Linked DNA regions of Pan troglodytes: region 2 is linked to region 1. The links are chromatin contacts, called in public Hi-C maps. All regions are on one chromosome and are shown on one strand. Each heading gives the region's core, a stretch centred on a gene start, on an enhancer-like site or on the middle of the called end of the contact. The rest is flanking DNA. Distances are from core to core; before and after follow the strand shown.

Evidence for each region. A called contact is a pair of places that touch in the nucleus more often than the background predicts.
Region 2: a contact with region 1 is called in a Hi-C map of stem cell-derived neural progenitor cells, with 2.4 times the contacts expected there. The contact joins the promoter of ZSWIM6 here to the enhancer-like site in region 1. A contact is called at or near these places in 1 of 7 Hi-C or Micro-C datasets (stem cell-derived neural progenitor cells) and 1 of 1 datasets of contacts at active chromatin or transcription factors (stem cell-derived excitatory neurons).

The regions. Positions count from the first base shown.
Region 1 is chr4:53,091,419-53,094,883 of NHGRI_mPanTro3-v2.0_pri, reverse strand. ZSWIM6 (zinc finger SWIM-type containing 6) reads left to right here. Exons shown (of 14, transcript XM_024353416.3): 6 at 1,170-1,346; 7 at 1,620-1,766. Among named protein-coding and RNA genes, the nearest start is that of ZSWIM6, 190 kb to the left of the region's middle. Within about 2 kb of position 1,688, at least 5 of the 24 cell types and tissues checked have an H3K27ac peak or open chromatin away from gene starts, as enhancers often do. A contact at or near this core is called in stem cell-derived neural progenitor cells, where this site is marked.
Region 2 is chr4:53,282,778-53,286,242 of NHGRI_mPanTro3-v2.0_pri, reverse strand. ZSWIM6 (zinc finger SWIM-type containing 6) reads left to right here and starts at 1,749. Exons shown (of 14, transcript XM_024353416.3): 1 at 1,749-2,419. The coding sequence starts at 1,765. LOC134810077 (a long non-coding RNA gene) reads right to left here and starts at 1,387. Exons shown (of 2, transcript XR_010157231.1): 1 at 1,258-1,387.

The sequences.
Region 1 (3,465 bases), core at 439-2,938:
CAGTCTCTTCTTCTCAATTCAGTTGTCCTTTGATTTTTGTGTTTTCCCTTATGTCTGTGCTCAGCCAAAGGTCCGGTGACAGGAAAATGAAATCTTACCAATTAAGGAAGCTCCAGATTTTGCTTCTCATTTAATTAAGTCTCAGAACAATGAGAGGTTATATTTGAACTAGGTTAAGTACACATAAATAAAAATAGTTTGTTAACCTGATTTCCAGTTGAGGATTGCTAAAGTTTGTGCCACAGTTGAAGGTAAGTTTAGAGTGGGAACCCAAGGGGTGGGTGTGCAGGTAGAATTTGAACCATATAATCCTTAGGAATTGAATAATCCCAGGAGTTGAGGTGAGAATATCCTTTATTCCCCAAACATTTCTTTTCTCCGTCAGGTCCTGAAACTTGAACCCTCTTCGGAGTGTATGGCTCTGCTCTTTTGTGATGCCCTGGCATACACTATGCTGGGGACATCACACCAGTCATGGAACCTGCCCAGGAGTCAGGAGGCAGCCTGTAGGGGCAAGGTAAGTGCGCTGGTTTGTTTTGTAGCTATGTTGTGTGGCTTTGTGAAATGTTAAATATATGCATTTATGCCCTTTGGGATATAAAGTGATATTTAAGCATTATATCCCAAGAAGCATAATAGTTTTAATTGTGCAAAACCGCACAATATAGTTAAAAAATACAACCAAAAGCACAACCCTTATGCATATCTTTAAAGGCTGACTGCATAATCCTGAAAGGTTCCATGGCTGGTGTCGCATCTCTTGCATAGTGTTTGTGAGAGCTGTTGATCCCATAAGGGCAGCCCACCACAGCACCTCAGAAGTGGGGAGCAGTGAGTTTTCCTGTGACTTTTGTGCCGAGTGGCTCCTTTGAGTGTATCTGGCATGGAAACTAGACTTGACAATTCTTTTTGCAGGACGCCTTTAACCTTAGCTTTAATGGCTGCAGAATGTTTGTGTTTGATAAACAAGTGAGTGAATGGTGGCTCTTGGGCTGACCTGCCTCTTAGTACTTAGAATGTGAGAGTATTCACCCTTCACCCTTCTGCTTAGGGGGTGCAGGACAATGTGTGTGGGTGTGTTCATGAACATCTGGCCACAGAATGGTATGACTGATTTATTCACATGTGAATAATAGCTGACACGGCTTTCTGAATTGTGGAAAAAACAGATTCATCGAACAGGCCACATCGGACAGTGTTCACCCGAGCCATCGAGGCATGTGATCTCCACTGGCAGGATAGCCACTTGCAGCACATTATCAGCAGTGACCTATACACCAACTACTGTTACCATGACGACACTGAAAACTCCCTCTTCGACTCCCGCGGGTGGCCCCTCTGGCATGGTAAGTGACCAAACCGGAAAGACATTTCCATGACTTACTTCTTTGTTTAGTTTCTATAGCATTACTGGAATGGGAGGTGGAGAATTGAAGGATTCAATGGGAGATGGATGAATGCTTGGCAATAGGAGCTGAGATTTTCATTCAAATCCAAGTTCAGGAATGGTTTCTTGTGTCTTTTTAATAGTATTTTGGGAAAAACATCTTACTATTAAATTCTTTTTTTATGGATATATCTGACAGTGGCAACTTTACCCCCTTGACTTTCTGTTTTAGAACATGTTCCTACAGCCTGTGCAAGAGTGGACGCATTACGTTCTCATGGGTACCCCAGAGAAGCACTGAGACTAGCAATAGCTATTGTTAATACATTAAGACGACAGCAGCAGAAACAGTTGGAAATGTTCCGAACCCAAAAAAAAGGTGAATGTGAAGGAGTTTGTTTCCATTGGAATGGGATTCTTAGTGATGACATTACTAGGTTTTGTGTTCTGGGAGAGATGGCTTTTAGAACTAAAACCATAGATGATGGCTTTACTCGCCATTCATTTAAAATAATGGCTGATCTGTGAGAAATTTGGGGCATCTTTTTCTTAGTTGAATGTTGTAAGCAAAGATTTTTTTTTTTTAATCTCTCAGGTTAGTTACTTTTTTAAGGGGGATAATTTTCTTTATTGTTTTAATGACTATTTAGTATGTCTAAATTATTTAAAATGCATGTTAGCTAAATGCCTTATTTTGTGGAAGTGCATTTTAATTCTAACAATAAGGACACAGCCTGTGCTTGAATCCCGGCAATCCTAACGTCCCAAATGGGTGCCTTAGGCAATCAGTTGACGTCTCTGTGATTTTGAATTCTCTTCTGTGCAATGAGGCTCAGTTAGAGGGCCTATCTCTTAGAGTTGTTGAGAAGATTAAACCAAGTTAATTTCTGTAAAGCACTTAAAGCAAAGCTTGGCACAATGTGTAAGCATTCTAAAACTTTTTAGCTGTAATAATTTGTACATCAGGACATGTTACTGTATTTACTTAAAGTGACCAGAACAGAACTGGATTTTTCAAATTCTGTAAATGACATTTGATGAGCTGTCAGCTGAAAGAACACATTTAACTTCTCTTTATCTCAGTTTATTAATCTTTTAAATTTTGAATAACTATTACTGAGTAATAGTAATTGCAAAGGGTTGAATTACATGCATAAGACCCTGATCAGATAAAGAAATGTATATGCTTTTTCTGATTAATCCATGTACATCTTGTTCCTTCTATAGGTATAAATTTTATTTTTATGTTTCTTTAGCAGGTTCGTTTTCACTCTGTGATTTTATTTTTCATTAAGAGGGATAGTTTTAGTTGCTGGGTTTTTGTTTTTGTTGTTGTTTTGGTTATATTTTTGTTTTTAATGCTTGGGTGATTATACACATACTAGAGTATAACTAAAAATTATTAAAAGGCTAGAGGTTGGAGCAAGTGTCTGTTGTAACTTTTAACAGTGAAAAAAAGTCAAAAGTTACAGTTGAACCAAAGGAAGAGGGAAGCTCAGATGGGATTGGAATGTGAGAGCCCCGATTGTCGTGACTTTGTCCAGTTCATGATGTTCTTCATATCATCACTGGTGTGTGCAAAATACATTGCTAGGTACTTTGGAAAATTTTTCTGAAATCCTTCCTCCAACACATACACAGCCTATGGTGAAAGGAATTTATTTCTGAATAGTATAAAGGATAATATTCAAACAAAGAGTGCAGGACTTGTTATACTGTGCAAAAAGAGAGCCAGTTCGTGATGATCATCTGATTTTTTAAAAAAATCATATTATACGTTTTATGAATAAATGTTGATTTTTAAAATTTGTTTAAAATGTTGTAATAAAAAAGGAAAGTGTAAAAATGTTAGTTCCTAACTAACTAATGTTCCTAAACATGTTTACATTTAGGTAAGTTACAGAATATGTTAACTTAGACTCCTTTGATTGTCTTTGAGATAATTCTGTAACCTTTAGGTCTAGACCATTCTTAGACCCATTTCTCTTTTATCTTGCAAGCTATGAAAACTTTTATTTCCAACCATTCTTAGGTATTGCTAGGATTACATATCTATACCTATGTCTTTCCCTACTTTA
Region 2 (3,465 bases), core at 500-2,999, 190 kb before region 1:
GGCGATTTTCTTTAAAACGCCGAAGCGCGCTATCCCTTTAAATCCAGGCTGCGAGGCAGGCGGGTGGGGAGCAGCCAATAACCTTAAAAGATGCGAAAGTGTCAAAGGAGATACAGTTTATCTCCAACAATGGGAGCGGATCAGCACCACTGTTTACAGTAAAAACAGAAGGTGGGGCTGGGAGGAAGCCTGTCTCCGACGCGGTAATTAAGTCTGCGGCTTGGAAGCAGATTTGACCGAGCTCTGTGGAGCGCGAACAATGTCCGCAGGGCTCCAGGTTCAGAGAGGGACTCGCTTCTCCGCCTTCGCCCGCGTCCAGGCACCAGCGAGCTGCACTCTGCGCTCGCTCTCCCTGGTCCACCCCTACACCGCCCGGACCCGAGGGGACTGGCCCTGCGGGCGCCGCCAAGGCGACTGAGAGCGCGGCGCGCGTCCCGAGCGCCGCGCAGCCGGGCGCCGGGGTGGGAGCCGGGCCGCAGACCCAAGTGCGCCCGAAGCCGCCGTCCGCCGCCTGGCACGCCGTCTGCCGCCTGCTGGGCGATGTGTGCGCGCGCCCGTGGAGCTTGCGCGCGCCCTGCGGCGTGTGTACTCACAAAGGTGTGTCTGCTAACCCCACAGCCCGGGCTGCGTTCCACCCCGAGCGGGAGAAACCCCGGCCTGGAGCGGGGCCTTGTCCGCGCGGCCGCGGGGGCGACAAGGGCGGCCGGAGCTCCTCGACTCCTAGCGGGCAGGTCGGTTTCCTGGCCCGAGGGGCTGAGGCAGCGAGGGCGGGACGGTGGCAGCCGGCTCCGGACGCGGGTCGCGCGGCTGCTGGGCACGTTCCGAGCGCTCTGCGTGTTTTCGGGCACAGCCCTGCAGCCGGGAAAGAACGGACGCGGAGCTCGGGGATGGGCGCACTGCAGCCATGCGGGGTAGCAGAGCGGGCGCGCTCCTTCCACACCAGGTCTGCAAAAGTGAAGTGGAAAGCCGCCGCCGAACGCAGCCATCCTCCCCCTTCCCCGCCGCAGCTTCGGCGGGTGGTGGGGAGAGCTCCCCTGGACCGGCTGGAGGGGAAGCTGGCAGGCGCTCGGGTTTGGCCGCGCCTCCTCCGCCTTCCTCTCCACCCGCGTCCCCCGGGCTCCATGCCGCATTTCTTTGTTTTGAAAGCGCCTCCTCCGCCCAGAGGCTTTTCCCCCGAAGGGCAGGGGGACGGGGGGGTGGGGCATCGGCCCGTGGGCCCCGCCCTCCATTTAGCTCAGAACCCTCCCCTTCGCTCACCCCCTCTTCTCCCCTTTCCTCCCCCGCTGCGATCCACGAGGCGCATCCTCACTTCTCGGACTTCAAAGAGAAGCTGAGAACTGGAGGGGGAAGTGGGGTAGGCAGGGGGCGCAGAGACCCACCCACCTCAGGCCCGGCCCGGCGGCCCGCCCCCTCCCACGGGAACCCCACCTGACCCCGCCCTCCCCCGCGTCACAGCAGCCTGACATTCTCACAACCCACCAGGCACCAAAACGGCCCGCCCCCGCCACCCCCGTGTCCGCCAGGCGCTCTATTTATGTTTCAGCCCAGCGATTTGCATAGGCCCCGCCCCCGGCCCTAGGTTCCCCCATCGGAGCCCCGCCCCAGCCTCTGCGTCACAGCGGAGGCCCCACCTCTTGTGCCCATACAAGGAGCGGCGGGCCCTAGATGGCATCGTGGCGTCGCGACGGCGTGTGCGTGTCGCGCTTCCTAGTGCCGTTTATAGGGTCCCGGCACTTCCGCTGTCGGGTTAGAAGCGGCGCGGTCATGGCGGAGCGCGGACAGCAGCCTCCTCCCGCGAAACGGCTTTGCTGCCGGCCGGGCGGCGGCGGCGGCGGGGGCAGCAGCGGCGGCGGCGGCGCGGGTGGCGGCTACAGCTCTGCCTGTCGGCCGGGCCCGCGGGCGGGTGGCGCGGCGGCGGCGGCGGCGTGCGGGGGCGGCGCGGCGCTGGGGTTGCTGCCGCCGGGCAAGACCCAGAGCCCCGAGTCGCTGCTGGACATCGCGGCGCGCAGGGTGGCGGAGAAGTGGCCGTTCCAGCGCGTGGAGGAGCGCTTTGAGCGCATCCCGGAGCCGGTGCAGCGCCGCATAGTCTATTGGTCCTTCCCCCGCAGCGAGCGGGAGATCTGCATGTACTCGTCCTTCAACACCAGCGGCGGCGCCGCGGGCGGCCCCGGCGACGACAGCGGCGGCCCCGGCGGCGCGGGCGGCGGCGCGGGCGGCGGCGGCTCCTCGTCTTCCCTGGCCGCAACCTCGGCCGCCGCCGCCGCTGCCGCCGCCGCCGCCGCCGCCGCCGCCGCGGGGGCCGGGGCCCCGTCGGTGGGGGCTGCCGGGGCGGCGGACGGCGGCGACGAGACGCGGCTGCCTTTCCGCCGGGGCATCGCGCTGTTGGAAAGCGGCTGCGTAGACAACGTCCTGCAAGTCGGTGAGTCACGGGGCAGCCGGGAGCCGTCTGTCCGTCCGTCAGTCCCTGGATTGGGGGGGGGGTGCCCGCTTCTCTCCTGCGGACAGCCCCTAGTTCCGCGCGCGCCCGCACCCCTGCGGGTGTCCTCCCTGGCCCGGACGGTCCTCCTGAGCGGAGCGCCCATTTCCTCCCTCCCTTCCCTGCCCCCCGTCGCCCCGGACGGGCCAGCGCGAGTGGGAAATGAATCAGCAGGACGCGCCCCTCCGTGGGCTCCGCGCCCCCGGCCCGCGCTCCCCTCCCCGCCCTCCTCCGGGGAGCACATCCTGGAGGGCTGTTCGCCGGTTTCGGGGGTGGATGTGGACAAAGGCGCGGGCGGACGGCCGGCCTCCCGCGAGGGTGTGTGTGGCGGGGCTGTGCGGGGCGGGGGAGGGGGCGCGGGCCGCAGACAATGCCGGCCGCGGCCCGGCCGTTCGGCGCTCCCCCCCTCTCCCACTGCCTGTCGCTCGCTCCTTTTTCTTTCTGGCCCCCGCCCCACGCGATTTGAGGGGAGGGGAATACACTTAAAGCCGCTCGGCCGCCGCTCCTCCTAGGGCTCCGACGGGCGAGCGGCCGCGGCGCTCCCGGGTCGCTGTGGCGTCTGGCCCGGGCGAGCTCCACTGGCCGCCCGGGGTTTAAATGTCCTTTTCTTTGCGCCTCCTCAGTCTCCAAGCGGCGCAGAGGAGAGGTGGCGGCGGACCGGACTCCGTCTCCGGAGGGACATCTCGCCCGTAGGACGCTCACTAATTAAAGGGCGCGAGTCCGAGGAGGAGCTGCTAGCGCTTCCCTTTTCTTTGAAGCTGCCTCCAGACACCCCTGTGCGGGCCGCGGCGCAGCCCTTGTGTCCCGCCGCCCGAGTTTTGTTTGCGCTGTGTGGTCAGGTCGTGGTGCCCCGGGCGAGCCGCGGTCGGCAGTTGCGGATTTGCCGCTCGCAGCCAAAGGGGCGAGCGGGCTGCAGGAGCGCGAGGCAGAGGGCTCGGCGGCCGCTCCCGCGTCCCCGCGGCGCGGTAGCCCGGCACGACCCAGCACTT